Regions from separate parts of the Sus scrofa genome. Here all the other regions are linked to region 3. Evidence: chromatin contacts called from public Hi-C and promoter capture Hi-C data. All regions are on one chromosome and are shown on one strand. Each heading gives the region's core, a stretch centred on a gene start, on an enhancer-like site or on the middle of the called end of the contact. The rest is flanking DNA. Distances are from core to core; before and after follow the strand shown.

Evidence for each region. Promoter capture Hi-C pulls out the DNA fragments that hold promoters and counts their contacts. Hi-C and Micro-C count contacts between places; a contact is called where the count stands out from the background.
Region 1: a contact with region 3 is called in a Hi-C map of skeletal muscle, with 4 times the contacts expected there. The contact joins the promoter of PTGES3 here to the promoter of NEMP1 in region 3. A contact is called at or near these places in 2 of 47 Hi-C or Micro-C datasets (heart right ventricle and skeletal muscle) and 1 of 2 datasets of contacts at active chromatin or transcription factors (alveolar macrophages).
Region 2: a contact with region 3 is called in a promoter capture Hi-C map of fetal liver, with 2.4 times the contacts expected there. The contact joins the promoter of BAZ2A here to the promoter of NEMP1 in region 3. A contact is called at or near these places in 1 of 5 promoter capture datasets (fetal liver), 2 of 47 Hi-C or Micro-C datasets (heart right ventricle and skeletal muscle) and 2 of 2 datasets of contacts at active chromatin or transcription factors (alveolar macrophages and skeletal muscle).
Region 4: a contact with region 3 is called in a Hi-C map of differentiating spermatogonia, with 2.6 times the contacts expected there. The contact joins the promoter of NACA here to the promoter of NEMP1 in region 3. A contact is called at or near these places in 2 of 5 promoter capture datasets (fetal liver and liver), 1 of 47 Hi-C or Micro-C datasets (differentiating spermatogonia) and 1 of 2 datasets of contacts at active chromatin or transcription factors (alveolar macrophages).

The regions. Positions count from the first base shown.
Region 1 is chr5:22,021,451-22,025,816 of Sscrofa11.1, forward strand. It overlaps PTGES3 (prostaglandin E synthase 3), which reads right to left and starts at 1,380. Exons shown (of 8, transcript XR_002344304.1): 1 at 1-1,380.
Region 2 is chr5:21,981,735-21,986,054 of Sscrofa11.1, forward strand. BAZ2A (bromodomain adjacent to zinc finger domain protein 2A) reads right to left here and starts at 1,299. Exons shown (of 29, transcript XM_001927752.7): 1 at 1,100-1,299. The coding sequence starts at 1,103. It overlaps ATP5B (ATP synthase subunit beta, mitochondrial), which reads right to left. Exons shown (of 10, transcript XM_001929410.5): 10 at 3,016-3,276. The coding sequence ends at 3,179.
Region 3 is chr5:22,387,965-22,392,179 of Sscrofa11.1, forward strand. It overlaps NEMP1 (nuclear envelope integral membrane protein 1), which reads right to left and starts at 2,133. Exons shown (of 9, transcript XM_003481636.4): 1 at 1,992-2,133. The coding sequence starts at 2,118.
Region 4 is chr5:22,056,563-22,060,968 of Sscrofa11.1, forward strand. It overlaps NACA (nascent polypeptide-associated complex subunit alpha), which reads right to left and starts at 1,534. Exons shown (of 9, transcript XR_002343981.1): 1 at 1,273-1,534; 2 at 388-485.

The sequences.
Region 1 (4,366 bases), core at 130-2,629, 370 kb before region 3:
GCGGCCTCTTTTCGCTTTTCCCTCAAGCGACGGCGGCGGCGCGGCGGGCTAGACCTGGGTTCCCAGAATGCACCGCGCGGGCAGAGCGACTCCTCCGGTCGGGGAGAAAAGGAAAGTGTAGGAAAAGGGGCGCGAGAACGGAGAATGAACGTGCGTGCGTGCGAGCGAGGGGTGGTGAGGCCGGGCGGCGGCTGGTGACGCAGCAAAATGCCCGGGCCCAGCCGCCGCGCGTGCGCACTCTTTGTTTTCGGGCTCCTGCGCGGCTTTCTAGAGATATCTACGGAAAGGGCGGGGCTTCCCAGCTCCTTCGCGATCCTTCCCGGGGCTGGCCCCGCCCCACGTCGGCTGCCTCCGGCTCGACTGGTTCCCGCCGCTTTGCCCGCTCCCCCCTCCTCGCGGTGGAAACCGTTGGTCGCCTAACCGCCCTGCCACGCGCCTTGGGCGATCTCCCCGAGAAACTGTCGCGTTAACCGAGGGAGGAAGGCCGAGGCGGATGGACGCAGAGTCTGGAGGCTTGAAAAGTGAAATAGGGGATCGGTTACTTGAGGGAGTACATCGGCTCACTGAGAAAACAGTCTACGGCAAAAAGATGGGCAAAGCCTCCGCTGGTGATATTTGAGGGAAAGGGCTAACCTGAGTCACAGGCCTGGGTCCTCCTCGCCGTCTTTCTGAGGGGTGGAGAACCTGTCCAGGGGCCGCGGAAATTCGAGGTCTTTGGCTGACCGGCATTCGCACCTGCTTTGATGCGAGAGGAAAGTTATTAAATGAGTCTAAGTTTGCGGGAATGGAGAGACCAGGACACTTGGAGTCTCCAGGCTGATCCTGTAGGGGAGGGGGGAAACCTCATCTTTTTTCAGCTGTTACCTGGTTAGGTGCTAATGGGTGTTACTAACCAAGAGAATCAAAATGGTAACTTGTCCACTCTAGAAATCGCTTAGCCGGGAAGTAAGGGAGAAATACATCAATACGCTGCTTGTTAGGACACAGAGGAGGTTTAAGGAAAGTGCCGTAAGACATTTTGGAGAGTGTTTGGAAGCTTCATATGCAGCATTAATTAGTGTCTATGCTATGCAAGGCAGGTGTTGGGAACTACAGACATTGGACCCTAGGCTCCAATCCTGTTAAAGAAAGTTAAACCCCAGCTCTCAAATACTGTGATTCTGGAGTTCCATTGTGGCTCAGCAATAACAAACTGGATTATCCATGAGGATGCGGGTTCGATCCTTAGCCTCAGTGGGTTAAGGGTGGGGAGCTGCCATCAGCTGTGGTGTAGGTTGCAGATTGCGGCTCAGATCTGGCCTTGCTGTGGCTGTGGGTAGGCCAGCAACTACAGCTCTGATTTGACCCCTAGCCTGGCAGCTTCCATATACTGCCCACGTAGCCCTTTAAAAAAAAAAAAAAAAAAAATACTGTCATTCTAAGGAGCCTACTGCTTATTTCGGAAAACAAAATACATCAAGATGTTTGAGTCTGGAGTTCCTTTCCTGGCTCAGCAGAAACGAACTGGATTAGGATCCATGTGGATGCGAGTTTGATCCTTGACCTTGCTCAGTGGGTTAAGGATCCAGCTTTGCGGTCAGCTGGGGTGTAGGTTGCAGACAAGGCTCAGACCCCAAGTTGCAGTGGTGTGGTGAAGGCCAGCAGCTACAACTCCAATTCCACTGGTAGCCTCTTTTTAGGGCTGCTCCCGCGGCATATGGAGGTTCCCAGACTAGAGGTTGAAATCTGAGCTGCAGCTGCCCGGCCTACAGCACAGCCATAGTAACGCCAGATCCTTAACCCACTGAGTGAGGCCAGGGATAGAACCTGCTTCCTCATGGATACTAGACAGGTTCGTTTCTGCTGAGCCACTATGGGAACTCTGATTTTCTTTTTCAACCCTTTAAAAATGTAAAAATCATTCTTGAAGGCCATGCAAAGATTAGTGGTTGCAGAAAGTTTACCAATCTCTGACCTAGGTAATCCAGAGTGTAGAGGGAAGGTAGGTCATAAATAATGGTGGCACTAATTATCAGGCTAATTGTTTTTGACTTATTTCTATGACAGTGGGAAGCTATTGAAGTTTTTTTGAATGGGAGTAACATTTGTGTTCTAAAAAGATTAATTTGGCAACAACATAAGATGAACTGAAAATGGAACTGAATTGAAGATAGGCATTTAAAAGTCTGCAACCTGAAAAAACTGGCAATTTCCCCTATCAAGTGCTGTGAGAAAAACTGCCTTTCACACAAGAAATTTCTGAAAATTCAAATCCATTGCATCATAATTTATAGTTTATTTACTACTCCCATTGGATATATTTCAAAGGATTTCATGTTAGTGTAGCTCTGGAAGTGGCTCCTCAGAAGTTTCACAGATAACTTGTAATCTGGTTTTATCCATGCCTTTAATCTCATCCATTAGCTGATGGGAGCTAACTGTATCAGATCTCTTTTTCAAATTCATCAAAAAGTTCTGTATCCAGTAGGGAGCAAAATCTAGATTCAAACATGTATGGTTAGGGTTTTGGGGAGAGAAGTCTGCCACCTGAATTGGCAGAAAGAAAGTACTTGGTATTAGATTCATTTCACAACTTTAATTTTTTTTGGGGGGGGCTGCACTCCGGCATATGGAAGTTCCCAGGCCAGGGATCAAATCTGAGCCGCAGCTGGAACCTACACCAGAGTTGTGGCAATGACAGATCCTTAATGACAGATCCACAGTGGGAACGCCAGACAAATTTAATCTTAACAGTTTCCTGAGAGAGAAATTCCTAGGCCTATTTCAAAAACTAATAAAAAGGAACAAAGAAACAATTTGTCAGGTTTTTTTTTCCCCCCTTTTTTGGCCTCTCTGAGGTATATGGAGTTCCCTGGCCAGGGATCAGATCTGAACTTCTGTTGCTATCTAGGCTACAGCTGCAGCAACGCCAGATCCTTAACCCATTGTGCTGAGCCAGGGATTGAACCTGTGTCTCAGTGCTCCCAGGAGGCTGCTGATCCCATTGCAATACAACAGGAACTCCAACGATTTGTCAGTTTTGTTTTTTGGGTTTTTTTTTTTCTTTTTAGGGCCGCACCCATGGCATACAGAAGTTCCCAGGCTAGGGATCGAATTGGAGCCACAGCTCCTGGCCTATGCCACAGCCACAGTAAAGCCAGATCCAAGATAATGTCTGCAACCTACACCACAGCTCATGGCAATGCCAGATCCTTAACCCACTGAATGAGGCCAGGGATAGAACCTGAAACCTCATGGTTCCTAGTCGGGTTGTTTCTGCTTCGCCACAACGGGAACTCCAATTTGTCAGTTTTAATTGTAGCATACACCGTCTCCCTGAGGACTGAATTTAAAAGTGTCTGTGGTCACTAATAGCAAAAAGAAAAAAAAAATTTTATTTATTTTTTTTTGTCTTTTCTGGGGCTGCACCCGAGGTGTATGGAGGTTCCCAGGCTAGGGCTCGAATTGGAGCTACAGCTGCCGGACTACACCACAGCTCACAGCAATGCCAGATACTTAACCCACTGAGCGAGGCCAGGGATCAAACCCGAAACCTCATGGTTCCTGGTCAGATTCGTTAACCACTGAGCCATGACGGGAACTCCAGCAAAAAGAAAATTTTATAGATGAACATGAGCAATTTGAAAAAAAATTTTTAGGGAGTTCCCGTTATGGCTCAGTGGAAACGAATCTGACTAGGATCCCTGAGGATACAAGTTCAATCCCTGCCCTTGTTCAGTGGGTTAAAGATCCAGCATTGCCGGAGCTGTGGTGTAGGCAGAAGACATGGCTTGGATCTGGTGTTGCTGTGGTTGTGGCATAGGCTGGCAGCTGCAGCTCCGATTTGACCCCTAGCTTGGGAACTTCCATATGCTGAGGGTGCAGCCCTAAAAAGCAAAAAAAAAAAATTTTTTTTAATTAAAACATGAGGAAAGTCCAGTTTTATGAGGGGGCTTTCAAATAAGATAAGGACTTAGAGGTTAGTTTTGTGTAAGATATATAAAAGGGGGCAAAGTGGTTATCTGTTCTGGGTATAAAGAATAAGAAATTGGTCATAAAGTTTAAGGGCTACAAAATGACCTAGCTAAATATAAACATCACATATATCAAATTAGTTTATGTTCTCTGATACCATTATCTTCCTACAATTTAGAAGCATATCCTATCAGTCTGGTTTGGTAGTAATAGAAAGGCTCAAAACAGCCCTAAAACAAACAACTGTTACTTGATTTCTTTTAATCCAAAAAGTACTGCTAATTTACATAGAAATAAGTATAACTCTATTTTTTGTCTTTTTTTTTTTTTTTTTTTTTTTAGGGCTGCACCTGTGGCATATGGAAGTTCTCATGCTAGAGGTCAAATTGGAGCTACAGCTGCTGGCCTACGC
Region 2 (4,320 bases), core at 49-2,548, 410 kb before region 3:
ACGAACGCTCCGATAGGGCTGTCGCGAAGAATCCTCTGGGGGAGGGGACGCTGGTGGCGTCTCCTAGGGGCCAGAACCAGGAAGGATCCCAGATGGAGGAAGAGAACAGATCCCAGGAAGAAGAGACAGAAACTTGGGTGGTGAAGTGGGGGAGGGTGGTGGGTCCGAACTGGAGGACTTGGGAGAGCTCCGCCTGCGCTCCGGGGGCACTGGCAAAGATCTCTTCACAAAGGAGGGCATGAAAGACAGTGAGAGTCACAAGGACTCCCGAGGAGTGAAGGTGCCAAAGAGGGAACTCGAGGCCGAGCCTGCTGGGGGTAACAGCGGCCCTACCAGGTGCACAGGTTCCCTGTTTCAGCTCCTCACCGACCCAATCTCTTCAGCGGTGGAAAGACACAGCCTCTTTCCTCAAGCTCGGCCCAAGTTTAAAAGTCTCTGGAATCAGGAAGCCACGAGAGCAAAGACCTCCTAGGCCTCCTAGGCCTTTCAATGTCAGTCCTCCCTCTCTGAGTCTTCTCAGTGACTGGAGCAAGGGGGACCGCCAACAGCAGCCCTAGTGAGGCTGATGTAGAACTGTGAGAATTGTGCTTTCTGAATTCTAGTTCAGCTTTCCCCCAACCACCACCACCCTTGCAGCAACCTCTGGGGCAACAGGAAGCAGCTGCTCAGTGCAGCCCCCACCTGGTGGTGGGTCAGGGTGGGGGAGGAAAGAAGACAGGGACTTAAAAAGCCCAGGAGAAAATGGGGGAAGATACACCTTTAAAAAATCTTCCAATGAGACCAAAAGTAGGCTTTACTTTTTTTAGGGGGGAGCAGCAGTGAGTGTAAAATAGTGGGAGGCTCAAGGAGCTGGGGAAATGGGGGTGAGGTGGGAAAGCCCCCACCTAAGGTGCAGTCTCAGGTTCTTCCCTGGAGCTGGAGCTTTCCAACGTTCGTGGTCGGCAGCCTCATCAGCTGAGCCCTGTGCCCCTATAGTCTGGCGTCTCCTCCTTCACCCCTCAAAAGAGCAAAGGTTAGGCCCCACCCCTGCTGAGTCAGCCAGGGAGGGAGGTAGGCATCCCTCAGGCCTTCCCCGAGGGGGGCCGGTCTTCATACTTACCCATGTCAGGCTGGCTGGGCTTCAGGGCTGGGACCACCTAGCTCCTCACCGTCCTTGATTCCCCCTTCACGTGAAGGCTGGTGTTAGATCCTCCCAAACTGTGAGCTGGGAACCAGCACGAATCAAAAAGCCAATGTATGCTTCCTGCGAACCACAGCCTGAACTGCTGTAGGGTGATGTCCCTGTGTGACAGACTGGGGTGGGGAGGGAGGAGGGAAGGGCGGGGCTTTCTCTGGGTGGAGAGGGAGGAGGCGGTGAGGACGGGGCAGAACCAGGAGAAATATGGAGGAAGGTTAGATCTGTGTTGACACTCCAGTGGCATGCTACAAGAAGAGACCGATGAAGGAGGAAGGAAATAAACAGTTGCAGGTAGTGAGAGGAAGAAGTTTCTGGATGAATGCTGAGAGATGTAAATGTGGGGGTGGAGGGATAGAAATGACCTTTAGGGTCGTAGTTCCCAGGTCTGCATCTGGATAACAAGGGAAAGTGGAGCAAAAAGGGCCGGCCCTGGGGGCTCCTGCACCAGCTTCTTACCCCACTTCAGTCTTGACCCAGAGGATGTGTGCCCCCACCCCATAACTCAGCATTTCCCCAAATTCAGGATTTTCTGGGAGCAAACTACCAGGCACAGGCAGCTCAGGGGCTCCACCTTCCGTCCAGATCACGACACAGAAGAGACTGGTGCCAAGGACGTCATAGGCAGATGGGAGGAAACTTATAGAGGCCCCTACTCCACCCCTGGCTCCTCTCCCAAGGCCCCTCCCCAACCTTCAGCCCCCGGGGGCCTCTGAATTGGGATGTTTGTCCTACCCGGCTCCTAATCAACTTGAATGCCTCAGGGTGGAGCTTATAGATTCAGGCTCCTCCTCAGGACAAAAGCCCCAGCCGGTTTGTAAACAGTCATTAGCTAAGAACCACATCCCTGCAAATGGCCTTCAAGGATTTCAAAATGGTGAGATGAGAGTTTGTGCAGAGCCTCTAGCCCTACCACCAGAGGGCAGGATATGGGTCTGGGCCCAGAAAATATTTCAGGAGCACCAAATCCGACCTAGTACTTGTTTGAAACTGGGTGTGCCTTTGAGTAATTCTTATAATCCTGCACCTTTCGGTTGGCTAAAGTGAAGGGGCAATTGTCTAATTCCACTATTTAGCTGAGAAACCCCAAGCCCAGCAACCCTGCAAATTACTATTCCTCTGTAACAGATTTCAATTTTTAGGGATCTTAGAATAGGGCTAATGGCACTTTAAACCCTGCACTGCCTCAAGGAACCACATACAAGTCTTGCCCAAAATACATGATGAAAAAAAACAAAACCGTGGCAATGGTGGGGCGGTGGTGGGTTGACTCAAATTTTGCACAGATCAGTATTAATCCTTCAAAACACTGATTAACCCCTTACTTCTCTTAGAGTAGCACTTATTTTTAAACCACCCAACCCACTTTTCCCAGTGTGCTTTTCTGAAAAAAACCTTTTTATTTAGCATAGAGTTTTGGGCCAGGGATCAGATCTGAGCTAGTCTCAGCTGTAGCAACACAGGATTCTTTAACCCACTGTGCTGGGCTAGGATCAAACCTGCATCCCAAGGTTCCAGAGATGCCACCACAGCAGGATGTCCCCTTTTGCTTTTTTAATCAAATAAGGTGCTAAATAGAATACTGAAGAGCCAAAAAATTGATTTGCCATGAACAACATAAAAGGCCAAAGTTGAGACCCTACTAGTAAGATCACATCATCCACAGGAAACTCCTCACAAGACTCATGCTAGTTTATTAATCCGAACTAGCAGCTTTTCTTTTTTTGATGACCCCATTTCAAACGTATATGGCCCATTTCATGCTGTTTCTTGTGACTATTCTAAAATTGCTAAAAACCTCAGTGTTGGCTTTGTTTTTAGGACCAAGAACAACAGACAGATGATGAGGGATGTACATTTTATTGGAAACCTTAAATACTCTTCAGACAGAATACAATGTCTTCAATCAAGGCTCTCATGGCCTACAGGGAAAACTGCATTTTGGATGAGGGGCAAGAGAGGGCCACAAAGAGGATGAGTACTTAGTTTGCCAAAAGGACTCCCTCATGAGTGCTCTTCAGCCAGTTTATCAGCTTTTGCCACAGCTTCTTCAATGGGTCCCACCATATAGAAAGCCTGTTCTGGGAGATGGTCATATTCACCTATATGGAAAAAAATGCCAACTGGTGAGAAGTGGAAGAATATCAATTTTCTGCAGTGGGTACCTCACCACTTGACGCCATTATTCAGAATATGAAATCATATCATCTTAAAAATCTTTTACTTTGCTTTTTATGGCTACATGTGCAGCACATGAAGTTCCCAGGCTAGGGGTTTAATCAGAGCTGCAACTGCCAGCGTACACCACAACCACAGCAATGGATTATCTGAGCAGAGTCTTCGACATACACCACAGCTCATGCCAACACCGGATCCCTTAACCCACTGAGTGAGGCCAGGGATAGAACCCCCATCCTCATGGATACAGGTTCATAACCATGAGCCACAAAGGGAACTCCCAATTAGAAATCTTTTCTGGGAGTTCCCGTTGTGGCATGGTGGAAACAATTCCAACTAGGAACCACGAGGCTGTGGGTTCGATCCCTGACCTCGCTCAGCGGGTTAAGGATTCAGTACTGCCGTGAGCTGTGATGTAGGTCACAGATGCAGCTCTGATTTGGCATTGCTATGACTCTAGTGTAGGCTGGCAGCGATAACTTTGATTAGACCCCTAGCCTAGGAACCTCTATGTGCTGTGGGTGTAGCCCTAAAAAAAAAAAAAAAAAAAAAAAAAAAAAAAAAAAAAAAAAAAAAGAAAAGAAAAGAAAAAAGAATTCTTTTCTTAACAAACTTCCCTCACAAACCCAATTCACAAGACATAACTACAGTATAGATTAAGAACAAGTTGTCCAGGGGTTGCCTCCATGGCACATCAGAAACAAATCCGACTAGGAACTATGAGGTGTTGTGGGTTTGATCCCTGACCTCGCTCAGGGGGTTAAGGATCTGGCATCGCCGTGAGCTGTGGTGTAGGTCGCAGAAGTGGCTTGGATCCAGCATTGCTGTGGCTGTGGCACAGAAGCTACAGCTCCGATTCAACCCACAGTCTGGGAACCTCCATATGCTGTGGGTGCGGCCCTGAAAAGACAAAAGACCAAAAAAAAAACCCCACAAAAAAACAGTATTCCAGAGTCACATAAATTCAC
Region 3 (4,215 bases), core at 883-3,382:
GGCTGAATCGGAGCTGTAGCCGCCAGCAACGCGGGATCCGAGCCGAGTCTGCAACCTATACCACAGCTCACGGCAACGCCAGATCCTTAACCCACTGAGCAAGGCCAGGGATTGAACCCGAAGCCTCATGGTTCCTAGTCAGCTTCGTTAACCACTGAGCCACAACGGGAACTCCAGGGTCACAAATTTTTAACAAGATGTTTCAAGGATCTTAAACATGTTTTGATGGAGTTCCCATCGTGGCTCAGTGGTTAACGAATCCGACTAGGAACCATGAGGTTGTGGGTTCGATCCCTGGCCTTGCTCAGTGGGTTAAGGATCCGGCGTTGCCGTGAGCCATGGTGTAGGCTGCAGACACAGCTCGTTTCTCGCGTTGCTGTGGCTCTGGTGTAGGCCGGCAGCAACAGCTCTGATTCGACCCCAAGCCTGGGAACCTCCATATGCCATGGGTGCGGCCCTAAAAAGACATAATACCCAAAAAACCCAAAAAACAAAACATGTGGAAACAGACCAAAAGAAAGTGTGTTTTAATGGACTGCCTCTGAATGGAATCAACAGTGAGTGCTTTCTCTACCTCTTTATACTTAATTGTGCTTGCCATATAGTTTAAAATAAACTCCCGTTATTTTTATAATCAAATTTTTCAAAAACCTCCAGAGAAAGAACTCCCTGCCTTTTGAAGTATTCCATTTTTTTAGATACCTCTCAGTTTTGGAAAGTTCTATTCTATTACATGACTGTCTCTGCAGCTGCCACCTATATGATCTTCTAGGCCATAAAGAACATTTATCCCGAGTTTACCTTTCTCCTGTTTCTGTCCTCATTAAAGTAACTTTGAGCCTGTTAACTACTCAATGATTATGTAGGAGCATTTTGATACACATGTGTTCTTTCATCTCCGTAATACACAACTTCTAAGGACAAACATCTAGCCAGAGTTCATTCAGATCATATGCAGCCCTTCAAATGTTACTGTGGGCTCTGCCTCTGGAAAGTACCTTCCTGGATACTTTCTCCCCTCTCCCTAAAAAATACCGTTTCAGAAGGACGTTGCACCTTGGAACTAGTTATATGGATCCTGAGACAACCTTAAAGCTGCAGCTAAGGATAATCATAAGTGACAGCAAGAGATAGGCAGCAAAGGACGGGAGAGGTAAGAAGTCATGTGCATTTAGGAGATAAGATTATCCTTAACCCCATGAGTCTGAACTCCGTCCAGTGGATGTTTGGAAACCTCATTCATCTTTCTGTTGTGCATTTATGAAGGGTACAAGGGAGGTTTTACAAACACATTCTAGGTTTTCTGGATTCAAGTGGAAAAGGAAAACAATGTCATGACAGTCCAAAACCAATGATCCAGTAACGGCAACCAAGTAAATCATCTTGAGAAATGAATAAATTTCCGAATATATTAGATACTGAATAGCGTTTGTATCTTTTTTTGGTAACGGGAATTTAACAACTCCAGGTCGGTTCTATAGGGCCAGAATCTTAAGGGGCAGAAATGACAGATACTGACAGAGATCACGGCTTTTCAGGGAACTATATCTGCTCGGCTACCCCGACCTGAGTCCTGATAGCATACGCTCATGTGTTGCTCATCTGTTGAATGAATGGGATGCTGCTCCCTTTCCAGCTGCAGCTCTGCCTGCCCATTCGGTCTTCGAGTCACCTTCCTTTTAACCAAAAAAGTTAAGGAGGCCCGCACAGCGCGACGCAGCCCCAGGACCAATTCTCACTCAGTTCAGGCCTCCCGGTCTCTGCCAAAAGGCTCCAGGCTTCTCCCCACTCTAGGTAGCTCCCCCAGGCCGCCTCAGGGCCCCGGCTCCTCAGTGCCGGCGCCCATTCACCGAGGATGAAGATTTTTTTCCTCTGCACCACGTCCTTGCCCCCTCTGCAGAAAAACGGCCAGCGCCCCGCAGACACTCCCCACTTTTCTAAATATAACCCCTCGGCACCCGCCCCCTCGGCAGCTGCTGCCCGGGCGGTACCTGAGCCGCAGACCAAGCAGCCGGAAAGGACCAGGAGCAGCCACACTGCCCCACAGCCCCCGGACCGCCAACTCCAGGGCCCGGAACCAACTGCCGGCAAGACCGCCACTTTCATTCCTCCCGCCATGGTCGCCACACGCCGCCTCTTCCTCACGTGCCTCTCCCCGGCAACTAACCCGGAACAGGCAGGGCCAGCAGCCTATCCGCTACAAGACCCGCCCCCTACCAACCAATCGGATGGGCGGGGCTTCGAGCACTCCGTTGGTTACGGATCCTATAGTCCCGCCTCTCAGCAACTGACGCGAGAGGGCGGGAAGAAGCAGCTTTCAGCCTATTAGAAAACGGGTCCTCACCTTAGTAATGGCGACAGGAAGATCCCACCCCTTAACAACATGCTTCCGTCTCCAGTTTATTTACAACTAGAGTGATTGATGGTAAGCATAACCAATACGAAATTAGAATGGGCGAGGCCCTCTTTACCAAATGATAATTTCCATGGAATCTATCTCAGGTTCCTTGTTTTCATTCGTTCCCTTTTTACCATGATCTTTTTGTTGTGGGAAGCTTAAGTAAGAGGACTGTGTTCTCCAAAGTCCTAAATGATTTAAAATAGAAATGTTACGCACAAAAAATTGTTTTGACAGTTTTGTAAGGAATAAACATTAACGTTTAAAAATTCAGTCATAGGCTGGGAATCTGGGGTTGATAATGCAAACTATTGCATTTGGAGTGGATAAACAATGAGATCCTGCTGTATAGCACAGGGAACTACATCTAGTCACTTATGATGGAACATGATGGAGGAAAATATGAGAAAAAGAATGTGCATATATATATATATATATATATATATAGGTCACTTTGCTGTACGGTAGACATTGACAGAACACTGTAAACCAACTATAATGGAAAAAATAAAAATCATTAAAAAAATACAGTCATAGAGTGGTTGGTAGAGGTTTGTGTTTTTTTGTTTGGTTTGTTGGTTGGTTGTTTTGAAAGCAAAATGCATGCAAGGATTAAGAGAAATTTGTTTCTTCCTCACGACATCCTGTGAGATAAATAGCTTTATTTATTTTTTAATATCATGATTTTTATTTTTTTCTATTATAGCTGGTTTACAGTGTTCTGTCAGTTTTCTACTGTACAGCATGGTGACCCAGTTACACATACATGTACACATTCTTTTTTCTCACATTATCATGCACCATCATAAGTGACTAGACACAGTTCCCAGTGCAAATAGCTTTATTTATGAAGAAGCCAAGGCTAAGACAGGTAAAGGAACTTGCCCAAGATTTCATAGCTCATTGGGCTGGGCTGTGGTTCCTTAACCACTGAGCAAGGCCAGGGATCGAACCTGCAACCTCACGGTTCCTCATCCTATCCATTTCTGCTGCACCACAACAGGAACTCCTGCTGGAAGTCTTTCTGTGCATCAGGTGCTTCTCCTTAAATGACTTATACAGTGAGGGCCTAGCAGAGTACCTAGCACATAACAGGTGTTCAGTAAATGTTAGTCCAAAGTGAAGCATCTTATTTTTGAGAGGATCTGATAGTGGCAGGTAGGAATCCTAGAGATGATGAAGCCTAGTGGGTTGAGGGGAAATTCAGGGAAGGAGATTACTGCTAGGGAAGGTTCAAACTTTCAAAATAAGGGATTTTTAAAATGACAAGATGGGGCTGAGCCATGGACAAAAGAAGAAATTTCATCCTCAGAAAAGTCTAGGCCACCTCCACTGCAATGGTCAAACTATATGTCTCTAACATACATACACCACACACTCCCCTGGCTGACCTAGAGGGGTCAGTATCAGGGGTAATAAATCACATTGGTACAATGTATCCTTGATGTCATGTGATGAAAAGGGTATTTCTGTGGTTTTCCTCCCCCAAGCCCATAAAACAAATCTAAGCATGAGATAAACACAATTTTCAAACAGAGAGGTATCCTACAAAATATCTGACCGGTACTCCCCAGAACTATCAAGGTCATCAAAAACAAGGAAACTGAGAAACTATAACAGCCAAGAGAAGACTGGGGAGACATGGAAACCAAATGTAATGTGGTATCATTGTAATGTGGTATCATGGATGGGATGCTGGAACAGAAAAAGAAAAATTAGGTTAAAAACTAAGGAAATTTGAGTAAGCTATAGATTTTTAGTTAATAATACTGTATCAACACTATTTAATTAATGGTGGCAAATGCACCATACTAATG
Region 4 (4,406 bases), core at 284-2,783, 330 kb before region 3:
TAAAACCTTGATGCAACTTGGTGGCTGGAACTTCACAAAAGCTCAAGTCTCCTTGGCCTGCCAGTGGGTCACCTAGTTTCAATAAGTAAGGATCACTGAGCCTCTTCCCTGCTCCGTTTTCCTATGTGGGGGGAGGGTTCCATAGCACAACTCCCTTTGAGGTAGGTGCCATAATATACAAAGCAGGCCAGGGAGCTTTTAATACTCTTGAATCTCAAATATACTTTATTCCACTCCCTAAGGAAGTCCCTTCAAGACATTCACTATCAGGTGCTCCCCGTCTTTAATAGAGTTAACACTAAAAGACTGAAGTGTATTGTCTTCGTCATGTTACCACCAAATGGTTTTAGGGTCAATCTTAATTAACAAGGATCTAGGGGAACCTACCTGTCTCAGCCTGGGGCTGTGGCAACTCCTGCTCTGTAGCAGGAACGGTTTCTGTGGCTTCACCGGGCATTTCTGAAGGAAGGGAATAAAAAGGAGGCCTGAATTGACTCGGATCCGTTCTGCTGCCCAACCCAGTCAAATACTCTTTAAAATTTTGCATAAGACGGGTGTTCGGGAGAACCCTCCCCACACTGGTGAGAAATACGACGTAATCCTCTGATGAAGAGAATCACCTTCTATTATCGCTTTTTCACTCCCACAAAGCGGATTTCTCAGTACCCAGGAATTTGTTTCATTCAACACTCCAAATCCTACAGAGCAGCAATCATCGCTGCATTCTCAATCCGAGGGAGAGAATCCCCGTCAGGCTCCCTAGCATGGGAGACGGAAGACGCTATACTGAACCACCTCTCCCTCCTCACCCCCTCTCCTGGGTCACGACCTCCAGGACTCCCGTCTGCCCGACTTTCGGGAACCAGGAGAGGAAAGGTGACCTCAGTCCCAATATTCACTTGTCACACTAAAGAAGGGTGTGTGTGTGTTGGGGGGGAATGTTCCAACGCTATGACCCCTCAACCTCCTCTGGGTCCTCGTGAAGCCGTTTCCAACAGCAGACGCACCCCACTTCCATCCCCACAGCCGCAATGGCTCCCATTTACCCAGCCCTGGACTCCCGGCTCACGGCCTTTCTGCCCTACTGCCAGGATATAAACAGCAGACCCCATTTTGTCCGGGGGCCCCAAGGCCACACTGCCCAGGGCAGAGTAGGAACCCGGTGGCCCCATAAAACCTCCAGTTCGCCTTAGCTGATAGTCCTCGGGACGGCTCAGCCAGCAAGAAAGGCGGATGGCTGCGGATAAAAGTAGTGGCGAAGACAGCACTTACTGTGCGGGGAACGCGGAACCAAGATGGCGGCAGAAAGAGAGCGAGCGAGAGCGTGACCCACGCCTGTTGCAGAAGGAAGCCTGGCGGAGGGGGCGGGGCCAGGATCCGATTCCGGGTCAGGAGCTGCCTGTAGTCACTTCCTACCAGTGAGCCGTCCGGCTGTTCCCCGGGAAGGGTGGTGACAAGGTCTAAATAAGGGTAAGAATTCAGAACGCGACGCGCTGGCCTGGCAGGAACTCTGCTCCGAGCCGTGTAGTCCTTAGATAGCCGACACCTTCCTGTCCCCCAGGTCGAGGGATTTTTGATACGCGAAGGGCAACTGTGTGAGAAACAACCTTTGCTTTCCTGTTGGCAATGTAGCCCACTGCGGTGTTACTACTGACTTCCTTTTCTCAGGAAGGAATGTAGGAAAACGTGAGGTATTAAATAATATTCCAATGCCACAGAGATTGTTCACACCACTGGAAGGTAGCTGAGACTTAGGTTAACCCTCGATTGTCTTATTTTTGGAGTATATAATTTAGACTGAAATTATCAAGGCATAAATTCCCCTCACAAAAAACGAGCATAGGCACACATACAATTCTTTTTGCCTCTATTTTGGACACTTTATCTTGAAACACATCTGTTCTAGAGGCTCAGGACCCCACACTTTACAAAGTAAGTTTTTTTTTTTTTGTTTGTTTTTTTTTTTGGTCTTTTTAGAGCCACACCCACAGCATATGGAGGTTCCCAGGCTAGGGGTCTAATCAGAGCTGTAACTGCTGGCCTACACCGCGGCCACAACACCAGATCAGAGCCGCATCTGCGACCTACACCACAGCTCATGGCAACGCCGGATCCTAACCCACTGAGGGAGGCCAGGGATTGAACCCGCAACCTCATGGTTCCAAGTTGGATTCGTTTTCGCTGCGCCACTAAGGGAACTCCCAAAAGTAGGAGTTTGTTTTTGTTTTTGTCTTTTTGCCATTTCTTGGGCCGCTCCTGCGGCATATGGAGGTTCCCAGGCTAGGGGTCGAATCGGAGCTGTAGCTGCCAGCCTACACCAGAGCCACAACAACGCAGGATCCGAGCCGCGTCTGCGACCTACACCACAGCTCACGGCGACGCTGGATCTTTAACCCACTGAGCGAGGCCAGGGATCGAACCCTCAACCTCATGGTTCCTAGTCAGATTTGTTAACCACTGCACCACGACGGGAACTCCAAAAGTAGGAGTTTTGAAAGGTAGATTGTAACAAGTGTTTTGTAAATGAAAAGGCTAGGGTATTGATTCCAATATCCTTTCTCCAAAAGGACGCAACAATTACTAAATCAGCCAACGCTACTTGAGCTACTGGCTTTAAGACAATTTTGGCTGCCTTTTAAGATAAGCAGAGCACTTAAATGTACTGAAAACTACTTTAAATTTTCTGGTATTTTGCCATAATAAACTGAGGCTTAGGGTTAATGAATTAGGATTAAATGAAAAAGAGGAGTTTATCAGGAATGAAAAATTCTGACATTTTCTTCAAATAGGAGAAGCGATGTTGTGGATATGAATATGAATTTTATTTTTATTACAGCATAGTTGATTTGCAGTGTTGTGTCAATTTCTGCTGTATAGCATAGTGACCCAGTCATACATATATACACATTCTTACTATACTGTCTTCTCATACTATCTTCCATCATGTTCTAACCCAAGAAGTTGGACATAGTTCCCTAGGCTGTACAGTAGTACCCCATTGCTTATCCATTCTGAACGTAATGAACACGGATTTTGAAGCCAGACTCCTTTGAATCTTGGCTTGATTACCTAATGGTGACCTTGGGCAATTAACATATTTATCTCAGTTTCCTTATCTATAAAATGGGGATAATAGTAGCTACTTGATAGGATTTTTAGGAAGATTAATTACATTACTTAAAAAATGTTTATTGTTACTATTAAAATTGTTGATAGAAATTCTACCAAAGTAAATAGTGACCCAGGAGATTTGTCAATGCAGTCAGTCAGTCAGTCCATGTACCTTCAGAAGAAAGGGCCAGGTCCTTTAGACAAATAAAGCTACATTTTGACCATTTCTCTTTGCCAGCAAGTCCGCTGACTTTTCTAACTCTGCCAATGATTAGCTAAGGAAGAATGTATTTTCTTTCTTTGGGTTTCTTTGTAAACTAGGCAAGTTTGGACATGGAAATCAGTTCTGTGCCCTTTATCTACAATTCTTATATGGAGATGGCAAATCAGAGCTAGGGATGTCTTTAAGCATGCTTCTGCTATCTTTAAGAACTAAATTCTTTTCTTTTTTTGTCTTTTTAGGGCTCACCCATGGCATATGGAGGTTCCCAAGCTAGGGAACTCCAAGAACCGAATTCTTTTATACAAGCACAATATAGTCTATAATTTATTTTATGGGCTAGGATACCAGTTTTTATCAAGGGCTCATTAAAATGTTAAAATTTTTAATTTTTCTGTAGTTCCCATCGTGGCTCAGAGGTTAACGAACCCAACTAGCATCCATGAGGACACGGGTTCGATCCCTGGCCTTGCTCAGTGGGTTAAGGATCCAGCATTGCCATGAACCGTGGTGTATGTCGCAGACGCGGCTTGGACCTGGTGTGGCATAGGCCAGTGGCTACAGTTCCAATTAGACCCCTAGCCTGGGAACCTCCATATGCTACAGGTGCAGCCCTAAAAAGACCAAAACAAACAAAAATTTAATTTTGGTCATGCCCGAGGCATGTGGAAGTTCCCAGGTCAGGGAATTGAACCTGTGCCACAGCAGTGACAATGCTGGATCCTTAACTTACTGAGCCACCAGGGAACTCCTAATTTTTTTGGCTGTACTGACAGCATATAGAAGTTCCTGGATGGCATTCCCATTGTGGCTCAGTGGTTAACGAATCTGACTAGGAACCATGAGGTTGTGGGTTCAATCCCTGGCCTTGCTCAGTGGGTTAAGGATCCAGTGTTGCTGTGAGCTGTGGTGTAGGCTGCAGATGTGGCTTGGATCCCGTGTTGCTGTGGCTCTGGCATAGGCCGGCAGCTACAGCTCTGATTAGACCCCTAGCCTGGGAACTTCCATATGCCGCAGGAGCGGCCCTAGAAAAGGCAAAAAGAAAAAAAAAAAAAAGTTCCTGGGCCAGAGACTG